Regions from separate parts of the Mus musculus genome. Here region 2 is linked to region 1. A link is a contact called in public HiChIP or PLAC-seq data. All regions are on one chromosome and are shown on one strand. The core of a region is the stretch at or near the end of the contact, and the rest is flanking DNA. Distances in the headings are between cores, read along the strand shown.

Evidence for each region. HiChIP or PLAC-seq counts read pairs in DNA pulled down with a chosen protein or histone mark.
Region 2: a contact with region 1 is called in an H3K27ac HiChIP or PLAC-seq map of embryonic stem cells, with 6 read pairs. The contact joins the enhancer-like site here to the promoter of Nop58 in region 1. A contact is called at or near these places in 4 of 39 promoter capture datasets (the 3T3-L1 cell line, hematopoietic stem and progenitor cells, macrophages and 1 more), 1 of 484 Hi-C or Micro-C datasets (B cells), 5 of 115 datasets of contacts at active chromatin or transcription factors (the SCID.adh cell line, embryonic stem cells and extraembryonic endoderm stem cells) and 3 of 9 other capture datasets (adipose tissue, liver and pancreatic islet).

The regions. Positions count from the first base shown.
Region 1 is chr1:59,682,099-59,688,026 of GRCm38.p6, forward strand. It overlaps Nop58 (NOP58 ribonucleoprotein), which reads left to right and starts at 2,908. Exons shown (of 15, transcript NM_018868.2): 1 at 2,908-3,128. The coding sequence starts at 3,084.
Region 2 is chr1:59,746,591-59,751,898 of GRCm38.p6, forward strand. No RefSeq gene overlaps it. Among named protein-coding and RNA genes, the nearest start is that of Bmpr2, 15 kb to the right of the region's middle. Within about 2 kb of position 2,856, at least 12 of the 459 cell types and tissues checked have an H3K27ac peak or open chromatin away from gene starts, as enhancers often do. A contact at or near this core is called in embryonic stem cells and stem cell-derived epiblast-like cells, where this site is marked.

The DNA of each region.
Region 1 (5,928 bases), core at 1,658-4,157:
CTTTTTTTAAAAAAATGATTTATTTATTTTATGTATATGAGTACACCATTGCTCTCTTCAGACACATCAAAATAGGGCATCAGACCCCATTGGAGACGGTTGTGAGCCACCCTGTGGTTGCTGGGTCTTGAACTCAGCACCTCTGGAAGAGCAGTCAGTGCTCTTAACCTCTGAGCCATCTCTCCAGCCCAAGAACAGGTTTTCTTTTCCATTATTTTATTTATTTACTTTATAATCTGTACTATGTTTCTTATTGTCATCTTTTTAAAAAAAAGATTTATTTATTATATATAAGTACACTGTAGCTGTCTTCAGACACACCAGAAGAGGGAATCAGATCTCATTACAGGTGGTTGTGAGCCAACATGTGATCACTGGGAATTAAACTCAGGACCTCTGGAAGAGCAGTCGGTGCTCTTAACCTGTGAGCATCTCCCCAGCCCCAGGACTTATAGTTTTAACCTGTTAAAATGACAGTAAGAGGACTGGAGAGATGATGCAGTCCTTAAGAGCACTGACTGCTCTTCCAGAGGTCCTGAGTTCAAATCCCAGCAACCACTTGGTGGCTCAAAATCACCTGTAATGAGATCTGATGCACTCTTCTGGTGTGTCTGAAGACAGCTAGAGTGTACTCATATAAATAAAATAAATAAATCTTTAAAAAGAACTGTAAGTTCTCCTATATTCTTCTATTACCCAATATCTCCCATATTCTATTTTTCAAATTTTATTATTTTTATTTATGTGTGTATGTCTGTGTGTAAGCCACACATATGTGGGTGCCTAAGGAGGTTAAAAGAACAAATCAGATACCCTGGAGCTCGACTTACAGGCAGTTGTGGGCATTGGGAACTGAATTCTGAGCCCTTGGAAGAGCAGTAAGTGCTCTTAACCATTGAGCCATCTTCCCAGTCCCCCATAGGTTCCCTTTAATATTTCTTTGTACCATTTTTCCTTGACCCAGTACTTTGTTTAATACGATACTTCAGGGAATTTTCAGACAATTATTATCTTTGGACAATATCCAAATCTAAATCTGAGACAGTTCTGAAGGACAGTATTGAGAGAGTTGTGTAAGTGGCAATTTTCAAGGACAAATTCTGGAAAATGCATGCCAGCGATTTCTCATTCAGTAAAAGGCATCTTTTCCTTTTAGAAAAAAAAAAGATACAAATGTTTAGATGGAAGGAAAAGAATTTTCCTTCCTGAAGGCACTCCTTAATTTAAATCATAAGAATTACCTAATCAGATCCAACACAAAGGTACCTGGACACTGTTAAGCATGAACTGCAGGTAGAACTCTCCAGGAAATGATATTTGTATTAAGTACACAAGACATTAAATAGTTGGAGTTAAATATATGAAGAGACATGTGCTTCTGGCTCATCCATCTGGCTCTATGTTCTTTTCCCAAATCAAGCTATTATGGTGCTATCTCTGCCCCATTGTACTGTTGTTCTCTTCTTCTATTGCTTTCTCTTGTCTCCCTAAATATGGTAAATGTAACTGTAGCTATAATCAATTCTGCTCTTGCCTGCAGCCCTAGGAATCCCCTTGTATTCCCCATATGTCCATCTTTTCTGCTGTCCAAACAAGGATACTCTTTCCTCTTCATTCATACTGTAAAAGTGTTACAGAACGTCAAGTTGGTTAATCTTCCACAGTTTTCTGTAGATCCAAAATTAATGTTTAGAACTAGGCAACTAGGAACGTTCTACAGCTATTGGAAGCTAGATTTGTGAAGAACTGGGGTATTTAAATCTTGTCATTGAAAGTACATAGCCACACAGATATATCTAATCTTAGCACTCTGAAGGCTGAGGCAGGAGGACAATGATTCAAGGCCAACCTGGTCTAGATACTGAGGTCCTTTTTCAAAAAGCCAAAGCAAGGCTAGGGATATGGCTCAGTTAGTAGAGTGCTTGCCTACCATGTATGGAACCCAACCTTTGGTTCCATCCCCAGCACCAATAAAGTTGGTGTGGTGGCATATGCCTGTAACCTCACTACTGTGGAGGTGGGGGTGGGAGGACCTCTATGACTCAAACTTCTCTGGTCTACCTAGTTACAAGAGATAGTTACAAGGCTACATGGAGACCTTGTCTCAAACAAACAAATTGTTTTTGAGCAAGGTCATTCTCTACTTCCTACTGAGTTTGAGGCTAGTCTAAGATACATAAGACTTTGTTTTAAAGTAAATCCAGCCACTGAGGCTGAAAGTTTCCATAAAAGAAATTACATTGAGACATACATAAATTCATACCTTGGAATCATTTTAAACACAACCCTTCCCGCCTCCGAAAATATCTATATTTATAGCTATAAAAGAAATCTTTGCTAAAAACCTGTTTGACCAGAGAAGAACCACCAGGAAATGTTGCTGGTTATAAAAGTTTGCTTCCCTTGCAGAGGACCTGGTTGGGTTCCCAGCACCAACGTGACGGCTTACAATTGCCTACAACTCCGGTTCCAGGTCAGATCCCGTGGAACTCACTGATGGGACCCGAGTGCACGTCCTCATCAAGAAAAAGTGTTCTGTGTTGTTTTAAAATAAAATGTCCTTTACATGGCGGGGCGGGGCATAGCATAATGTGTTGTAAATCGTTTTGTGTGCTGTAAATTATACACATGTAATTTATATATTATATATAATACAAAATATAATGTACACAGAACTTTTTCTTCTTTACATGACCTAATAAACTGACAGCTTCCAGCCACAGTCCAAAACTTAAAAAAAAAAAAAAAAAAAAAGTCTCGCGATATTTTAAGGCCGTCTCTTTCCGGATTCTACTGTGGGCGGGAAAAACCCGGAAATGATCTCACGCTCTGCGGCATTGAGCGACCAGAAGTGACGTTACTTCCCAGAATTCTTAGAGAAGGAGACTCGCATATTTGCTGCTCCACGAGGAGAGGTGTGGAGCGGCTGAGCAACGTGGTCTGTTCGTCCGCGGGGAGGCGACGGCGTTTGCGCTCCCCCGCGTCCAAGGCCTAGCGGGTCTTCAGCGACTGAAAGGTAGTCATTTGCAGTGGCGTAAGGGCTCGCGGCTAGCCGCGTAGCGCCGCCCTGACCTGGTCTCATCATGTTGGTCCTGTTTGAAACGTCCGTTGGCTACGCCATCTTTAAGGTAGGTGAGATGGAGTTGTTGAGCTAAGAGGCTTATGTGGGACAGAGAGCTGGGTAAGATTTAAGGAGAGACGAACAACGGAACACATTTTAGTGTCTTCAAGTCCCCGGGCTCCGAAAAGATGTGAAAAATCAAGAGCCCGCTGGTTCAGGTGAACACGTGGCTTCTCCGAATTTAGGGCGACCTCTGCTTTACTCAGTTTAAAAAATGGGCAGGACCCTTTTTTACAAGTGACAATAAAGCGTTCATTTAATCACCTGAGGCTTTGTACATGTTAGATCAGCGCCCTGTCACCTAGTTACACCTCCAATCCAAGATCGGTTTAATGTTTATCTAATTTATGTATATGAGTACCCTATAGCTGTCAACAGACACACCAGAAGAGGGCTACAGATCCCATTACAGATGGTTGTGAGCCACCATGTGGTTGCTGGGATTTGAACTAGGACTTCTGGAGGAGCAGTCAGTGCTCTTAACCGCCGAGTTATCGCTCCAGCCTCAGATATTTATTTTGGGCTTTTCCAGATAGGGTTTCACTGTGCTGCTCAGGCTTTCCAGGAATTCCCTCTGTAGACCTGGCTAGCCTTGAACTCAGAGATCCACCTACCTCTGCGTCCTGAGTACTGGGATTAAAGGTGTGCATCATCACCGCCAGACTCTATTTACTTTTGAGGCAGGCTTTCCCTATGTAGGCTTGGCTGGCCCCTAACATTTCATTTATATTTAACTAGATTAAAGCTGGGGTCCAAGATCAGGGTCCTTCCAGGCATGATTGGAAGGTTTTGAGTAGTGAGTGGCTTTGTTTTTCCAAGACAGTTGTTCTCTGTGTAGTTCTGGCTGTCCTGGAACTCACTCTTTAGACCAGGCTGGCCTCGAACCCAGAAATCCGCCTGCCTCAGCCTCCCAAGTGCTGGGATTAAAGGCGTGGGCCACCACCGCCCAGCTATAGTTTGTTTTCTTTAAAGATTATTTTACTATGTGATGATAACAGGAGGAGGAGGAAGGTATACTGTGCTTTAATGTAGACAACATGAATGTTGTTAGGTCTCAGGACAAATGCTGAGGTGCTTATTATCATGGCAAGGCTGACTGGGCTGTACATTCTTCAGCCCAGAAACTGAGCTGGAACCCTTTCCCCAGCTTCATTGATTCCTGTATAACCAAGCCAGCTATACAGCTTTCTCTTGGTCTTCTGTTTTCTGTTGCTCTCTTCTTTCATGTCCCTGCTTTCAGGACACTTCTAGATGCCTCTGGCTGTATTCTTCCCCTGGTATCTATAATGAAACCTCTCGTGCCTAGGACTGTCATGTCCTTTTTTTAAAATTATTCAGTGAGTCTGCTTGAATACAGAAATTTGGACTGCAAGCAGTAGGATTGAAGGGGGTTTTTGTTTTAAGTAAGACATGGAGTTGTTGGGGACATGGTATTCACCATTTCCAGTTTGGTCTATGTGAGGCTTGCTCATGAGCTATCCTGATGTAATTGTGTAAACCAGGGAGTTCATAATTACCAGCATGAAAGTTAGGGGAGAAGTCTAGATGGCTTCTATTAACTTGAGTGTCCCTTATTTAAATACGGAAAGGTTTTTGGTCTTTTTGTTGTTTGCTTTTTCTTATTTTATGTGCATTGGTGTTTTTCCTGCATGTGTCTCTGAGCTGTCAGACCTTGGAGTTACAGATAATTGTGAGCTGCCATGGGGGTGCTGAGATTTGAACCCAGGTCTCTGGAAGAGCAGTTGGTGCTTTTAGTCACTGAGCTATTTCTCAGTATAAGAAATAGCTTACAAGTTTATTAGTACAGAGTTGGTCTAACAGTGGCATCTTCCTACAATGAGATGCTATTGAGCTGTGGGGAACAATGAGGTAGAGTAAGTATGCTATGTGCTAAACATTCTATTTATTTACTTATTAGGTCATATTACATGTAGTATTCAGTGATTTTTTGTGATAAATATGCTGTGTTACTACTCTATTGGAAAGTTTTGAGTATTATGGTGAAGTTTTCAGTTTATAATTATTTGGTATTTAGCAATCCCTTACCTAGAAATAGGCATGTTCTAGACCTAGTGCTAGTGATTGCAGTTTGTGAGAAGGGAATTGTATACTTTCTGTAGGTGAAGAATTTTTTTTTTGTGAATCCCTCCAAAAATTAGATAATACTAGTTGCTGCCTTCTTTTTCCATGATCTTTCAAAATGCTAGAATATAAATTAGATTTTGAGAGAAAGCCCTGTTGGCACAGACTAATGCCTGTACTAATGAATTATAATTCCTGGAAGGGAAGACAAGAATCCTGACCAAAAGTTCCAGTTATGCAAGTAACTTAATGAGATCGTGTCACAAAATAAAAGTTAAAAAGAGGGCTAGGGATAGAGCTCATAGTAAAACACTTGCCTGGCATGTGTGGCCCTAGGTTCAAATTCCAGACATTCCAAATATCTTCAGTTACATTGACTACTTCCTCATGCTTGGGTTAGGCAGTGAGTGTTCCAACTACTGCTTAGACTGCTGCCTACTTGCAGTGTACTATGTCTTCAGGTTGTGAGCCACCATGTGGTTGCTGGGAATTGAACTCAGGACCTCTGCCTCTGAAGAGCAGTCAGTGCTCTTACCACTAGCCCCAAATTAATAATTTTTTTAAAAATTAGACAACTATAAAAACTTTATTTTTATTTATTTATTTATTTATTTTTGGTTTTTGAAACAGGGTTTCTCTGGATAGCCCTGGCTGTCTAGGAACTCACTTTGTAGACCAGGCTGGCCTCGAACTCAGAAATCCACTTGCCTCTGCCTCCCAAATGC
Region 2 (5,308 bases), core at 1,606-4,105, 64 kb after region 1:
TTTGTTGGTTGATAAAACAAGTTCTAGATGTCCCTCTCCCTGGAACTATTCTAGGAGAACACCTTCCTACTGCTGAAGCAACATGTCTAAAAATGCTTGCTGACTTTCGAGGTGTAACCCAGTGAGCCAACAGCTTCGTTCAGAACTCTTGCCACTGGTTTTCCATTCTGATCTCACTAGTGTCCCTTTCCTGGGTTCTTTGACAGGGAGAGCAGCTGTAAGCTGTGGTAAATCCTCACCAGGGTTTCTCAGTTCCATCATCTTGGCTGCAGTAATAGTTGCATGAGATTGAATGATGAAGTCATGGGGTGAGAACTCTTTGAGAAGACATTGAAGCAAGTTGGCTCAGAGTGCTTGGTAACTATATGATAAGGAATTCTCTTACCACAGTTTTGTCTCTTACTCAGCACACTGCTAGAAGGGTTTAAGAAGGGAGTAGAGCCGGGCATAGTAGTGCATGCCTTTATTCCCAGCACTTGGGAGGCAGAGGCAGGCGGATTTCTGAGTTCGAGGCCAGCCTGGTCTACAAAGCGAGTTCCAGGACAGCCAGGGCTATACAGAGAAACCCTGTCTGGAAAAACCAAAAAAAAAAAAAAAGGAGTAGAAAGGTCACAGGGAATCACAACAAAGTCTAGAACCCACTTTGAGTTCTAAAGTTAAGATTTTGTTTGTTAATCTTTGTATCTGTGTTCCTAGTTTATATCTTAAAACAACATAAGGACTTGGGCATTGTTCTCAATGAACTAAATTGTTTATAAATATACTGATAATGTCAGACAAAGGACCTTGGGAAAGAAGTGGCCAGTTTTATCATCTTGGTTTCAAACTGTCTCTAAGTTTAATGTAGGAATGAGAGGAGCTGCTGCTGTTTTGAAACTCCTGCCCTTCTTAGGGATGGCTTTTGATAATTTTATTGTTAATAATAAAATGCTTCCCATTTACACTTTTGTTCAGTTTATTACTTTATTTTTATTTTATTTATGTATTAGTGCTCTATCTACATGTATGCTTGCATACCAGAAGAGGGCATCAGATCCCATTACCGATGCTTGTGAGCCAGCATGTGGTTGCTGGGAATTGAACTCAGGACCTCTGGAAGAGCAGTCGGTGCTTTTAACTACTGACGTCTCTCTCTGGTCCCTTTACTTACTTTTTTTTTTTTTTAAAGATTTATTTATTTATTATATGTAAGTACATTGTAGCTGTCTTCAAACACTCCAGAAGAGGGAGTCAGATCTCGTTACGGATGGTTGTGAGCCACCATGTGGTTGCTGGGATTTGAACTCTGGACCTTCGGAAGAGCAGTCGGGTGCTCTAACCCTCTGAGCCATCTCACCAGCCCTACTTACTTTTTAAATATTCTTTTTAGATATTTTAAAATTAATCTCGTGTGTTTGAGAGGGTGTGTATATATGTCACAACATGCAAATAAATGAAAGTTGTTGGGAAGTTGTGGAAGTCAGTTTCCGCTTTACACCCCATGCTTTCCCAGGATCAAATTCAGGTCATCAAATTGAGTGGCAAGTGCCATCTTGCTAAGCCATCTGGCTGGCCGCCATTAACCTTTTTTTGTTTGTTTGGAGACAGGATCTCTCTGTATAGCCCTGGCTAGCCTGGAACTTACTATGTAGACCAGGCTGGCTTGGAACTCACAATGCTAGGATTACATGTGTGCACCCCATCATGCCCAGTCCAACAGAATGGTTTTTAGTATACTCATAGAGTTGTTGGATTGCCATTACAACCAATTTTAGAAAGTGTAGAGTATTTTCTTCACCCAAAAAGAAATACCACGTTGAGGATCAACTTCAGGGCCTTGCATACGCTAGGAGCTATGTTCCAACTCTTGAGATTCTGAGTTGGGGGAAGGTCTCACTATATAGTCCAGGGTTGCCTCAAGATTATAATTCTCCTGTTGAAGGATATTTGATCATACTGTTAACCCCAGGATTACATTATTTAGTGAAAAAAAAAAACTGTTTCTAGTTGTGGTGTGGCTCAGCCCTTAACACATACCTTTAATCCGTTTGGCTGGAATATAAGCATGCCCTTAGAATATACCCTTAATCCCAAACAATGAAGGTAAGGTTAGTTAGTAGAAAGAAGCACCTGTGTTTGAAAGTGATGTCTAATTGAGTGACAAACAAAGTAATGCATTATATGACAATTACATCAGGCGAATAAAAACTATAAAAATATGTAATTGTCCTGTTTCAGCTTTCCAACTGCTGGTACTCCAGCTCGTGTCCCGCAGCAACAAGACACTCTTTAGTCAACAGCAGTCATGCCTCTTTACTACCAACTCCCACAACTGCCTTCCAACTCCAGGCAATCACTAGCACAATCTGTAGGTGTCAAAGAACCTTTTCCCTCCTCTCAGATACAATTAAGGACTACAGATAGACTAGCAACCAATAAACTACCAATAGACCAGCAGAAAGACGTACAACTCAATAACCCAAGGAGATGTAGAGGTTTGTACATTCTCCTCATTTGGAGAAGGAAGCAGAAGACATAAGGAAGTTTAGAGGAAGAGTAAGACATTTTCAGAGGAGACAAAGGGGCCTTCAGGGCAAACATTCACTCAGGAAAAAGTTAGACTGGCCTCAAGCTATGACGTCAACTTTGCTTCCTCCCCCTGATAGTATCAGATTCCTCAGCTGATGAGCACAAGGGGAGAGTCTGATATGGTGCTGCTGTGTGCTGCAGGAGGCCAAGGCAGCAGGATAGTGAGTTTGAGGCCAGCCTGTATTACAAAGTGAAACTTATTTCTGTGGTGTACATCTTTAGTCTTGGAGAGTACTCTGGAGGCAGAGTCAGGTGGATCTTAAGTTCGAGGCCAGCCTGGTCTACAGAGCTTGTTCCAAGCCAGTAAGGGCTACAGAGAAACCCTGTCTCAGCCCAACATGGTAGTGCATGCCTTTAATTCCGGCATTTGGGAAGCAAAAGTGGGTAGATAGATCTCTTTGAGTTCAAAGCCAGCCTACTCTACAGAGTGAGTTCCAGGACAGTGGGATGGGGCTGTGACACAGAGAAACCCTGTTTTGAAAAACCAAAAACCAAACCAAACCAAAAACCAAAGATACAGTTTGAGCAGGGCATGGTAGTGTATACCTTATACCTGTAGTCCCAGCCTCATAAGAGGCTGAGGTAGGAGGACTGTTTGAGCCTAGGAGTTCCAAGGATAGAGTGGGCAACAGAGAGAGACCCTGAATTTTTTTTTAAAGATTTATTTTATTATTTTATCTAAGTACACTGTTGCTGTCTTCAGATGCACCAGAAGAGGGCGTCAAATCCCATGACAGATGGTTGTGAGCCACCGTGTGGTTGCTGGGATTTGAGCTTGTGACCTTCAGAAGAGCAGTCAGTGCTCTTAACTGCTGAGTCATCTCTCCAGCCCCTGAATTTTTATTTTTATTTGGTTTTTCGAGACAGGGTTTCTCTGTGTAGCCTTGGCTGTCCTGCTGTAGACCAGGCTGGCCTCGAACTCAGAAATCCACCTGCCTCTGCCTCCCGAGTGCTGGGATCAAAGGCGTGCGCCACCACGCCCGGCTGAATGTTTATTTTTAAAGTGTGTGTGTGTGTGTGTGTGTGTGTGTGTGTGTGTGTGTGTGTGTGTGTGTGTGTGTGTGTGTAAAACTTTGGGAAGGGATTTGCTATGTTCATAGAACTGTAAGAGACTCAGGGAGTCTGGGAATGTAGCTCAGTGGCAGAGAACTTGCCTAGCATGTGCTCAATCCCAGAACCAAACAAGGAAGAGATTCAGTGTTTCTGGACACTGAGAGTAAATGCAAGGGATAAGGACAGCAACACTTAAGTAGATAAGCAGTGGACAGTGACCTGTAACATGATCACTAACCCTTTAACTAGAAGACTGCTTCCTGACCGGGTCACTCAGGTTCCCTTTGCTTGCATCTTTTATTATTATTATTATTATTATTATTATTATTATTATTATTATTATTATTAAAGTTTTGTGTCCAGGAAGGAAAAAAAAATCATTATAGAGAGATGTAGGAAGGCAAGAAAATGGCAAATGAGATTTCCTACAGATGTTTTACATAAAACCTTGGCACTCAGCACATCTGAGTAAAGCTGAGCTACGAAGTCATTTGTGTAGTTTGAAATTGCTACATTTTTCTAAAGATATCTATCTATCTATGTATCTATGTATCTATGTATCTATGTATCTATGTATCTATGTATCTATGTATCTATCTATCTATCTATCTATCTATCTATCTATTTATTTGGTTTTTTGAGACAGGGTTTCTCTGTGTAGCCCTGGTTGTCTTGAAACTCACTCTGTAGACCAGGCTAGCCTCAAGCTCAGAAATCTGCCTGCCTCTGCCTCCCAAGTGCTGGGATTAAAGGCATGTGCCACCACTGCCTGGCTAAGATATTTATTTTTAGTATCTGGAAAAATTATTGTGTGACATTTGAGAGAGGGAAGAAAAGAACCCTGAATTCTATAGTTTCACTTTTTATTCCATGTTTTCAAAAGAATAAGTGCCTTAAGTTTAAGTGTGTTTGGTTTGTTTGTTTGTTTGTTTGTTTGTTTTGACAGGGTCTCACTATGTAACTCTAGCTGGCTTGGAACTTGCATTGAATTCCAGGCTAGCCTAAGATTCACCTGTCATATAGAGAGATCTACCTGCCTCTGTTTCCCAAGTGCTGGGATTAAAATTGTGCACCACATGGACCCTGGCATTTTGGGGGATTTCTTAGAGCATTTTAGATGGTAGCAGATACACAAAGGAAAAGGATTGATGTAAGAATTATCCTCAAAACAATCTCCCCAAAAAGAATGAATCTGTTAGGAGAAGGCAATAATAGGTGTTAAAATTTATTTGTATTATTTTAATATATATTTAATATTTTGATATACAAATTAAAATAATACAAATAAATATATATAACACACACACACACACACACACTTTAAAAATAAATATATATAATATATGCACGCGTATTCTTTATATCTGATTTTTTTAAAGACTTATTTATTTATTATATGTAAGTACACTGTAGCTGTCTTCAGACATCCCAGAAGACAGCATCAGATCTCATTACAGATGGTTGTGAACTACCATGTGGTTGCTGGGATTTGAACTCAGGACCTCTGGAAGAGCAGTTAGTGCTCTTAACCGTAGAGCCATCTCTCCAGCCCCTATAGCTGATGTTTTAAATATTATTTCTATTGTTAGAGGTTTTGTTGCTATTGCTGTTGATTGGTTGGTTTGTTGGTTGGTTTTGAGATGGACTGACCTGAAACTCAATATGTAACTAAGGATGACCTTGAATG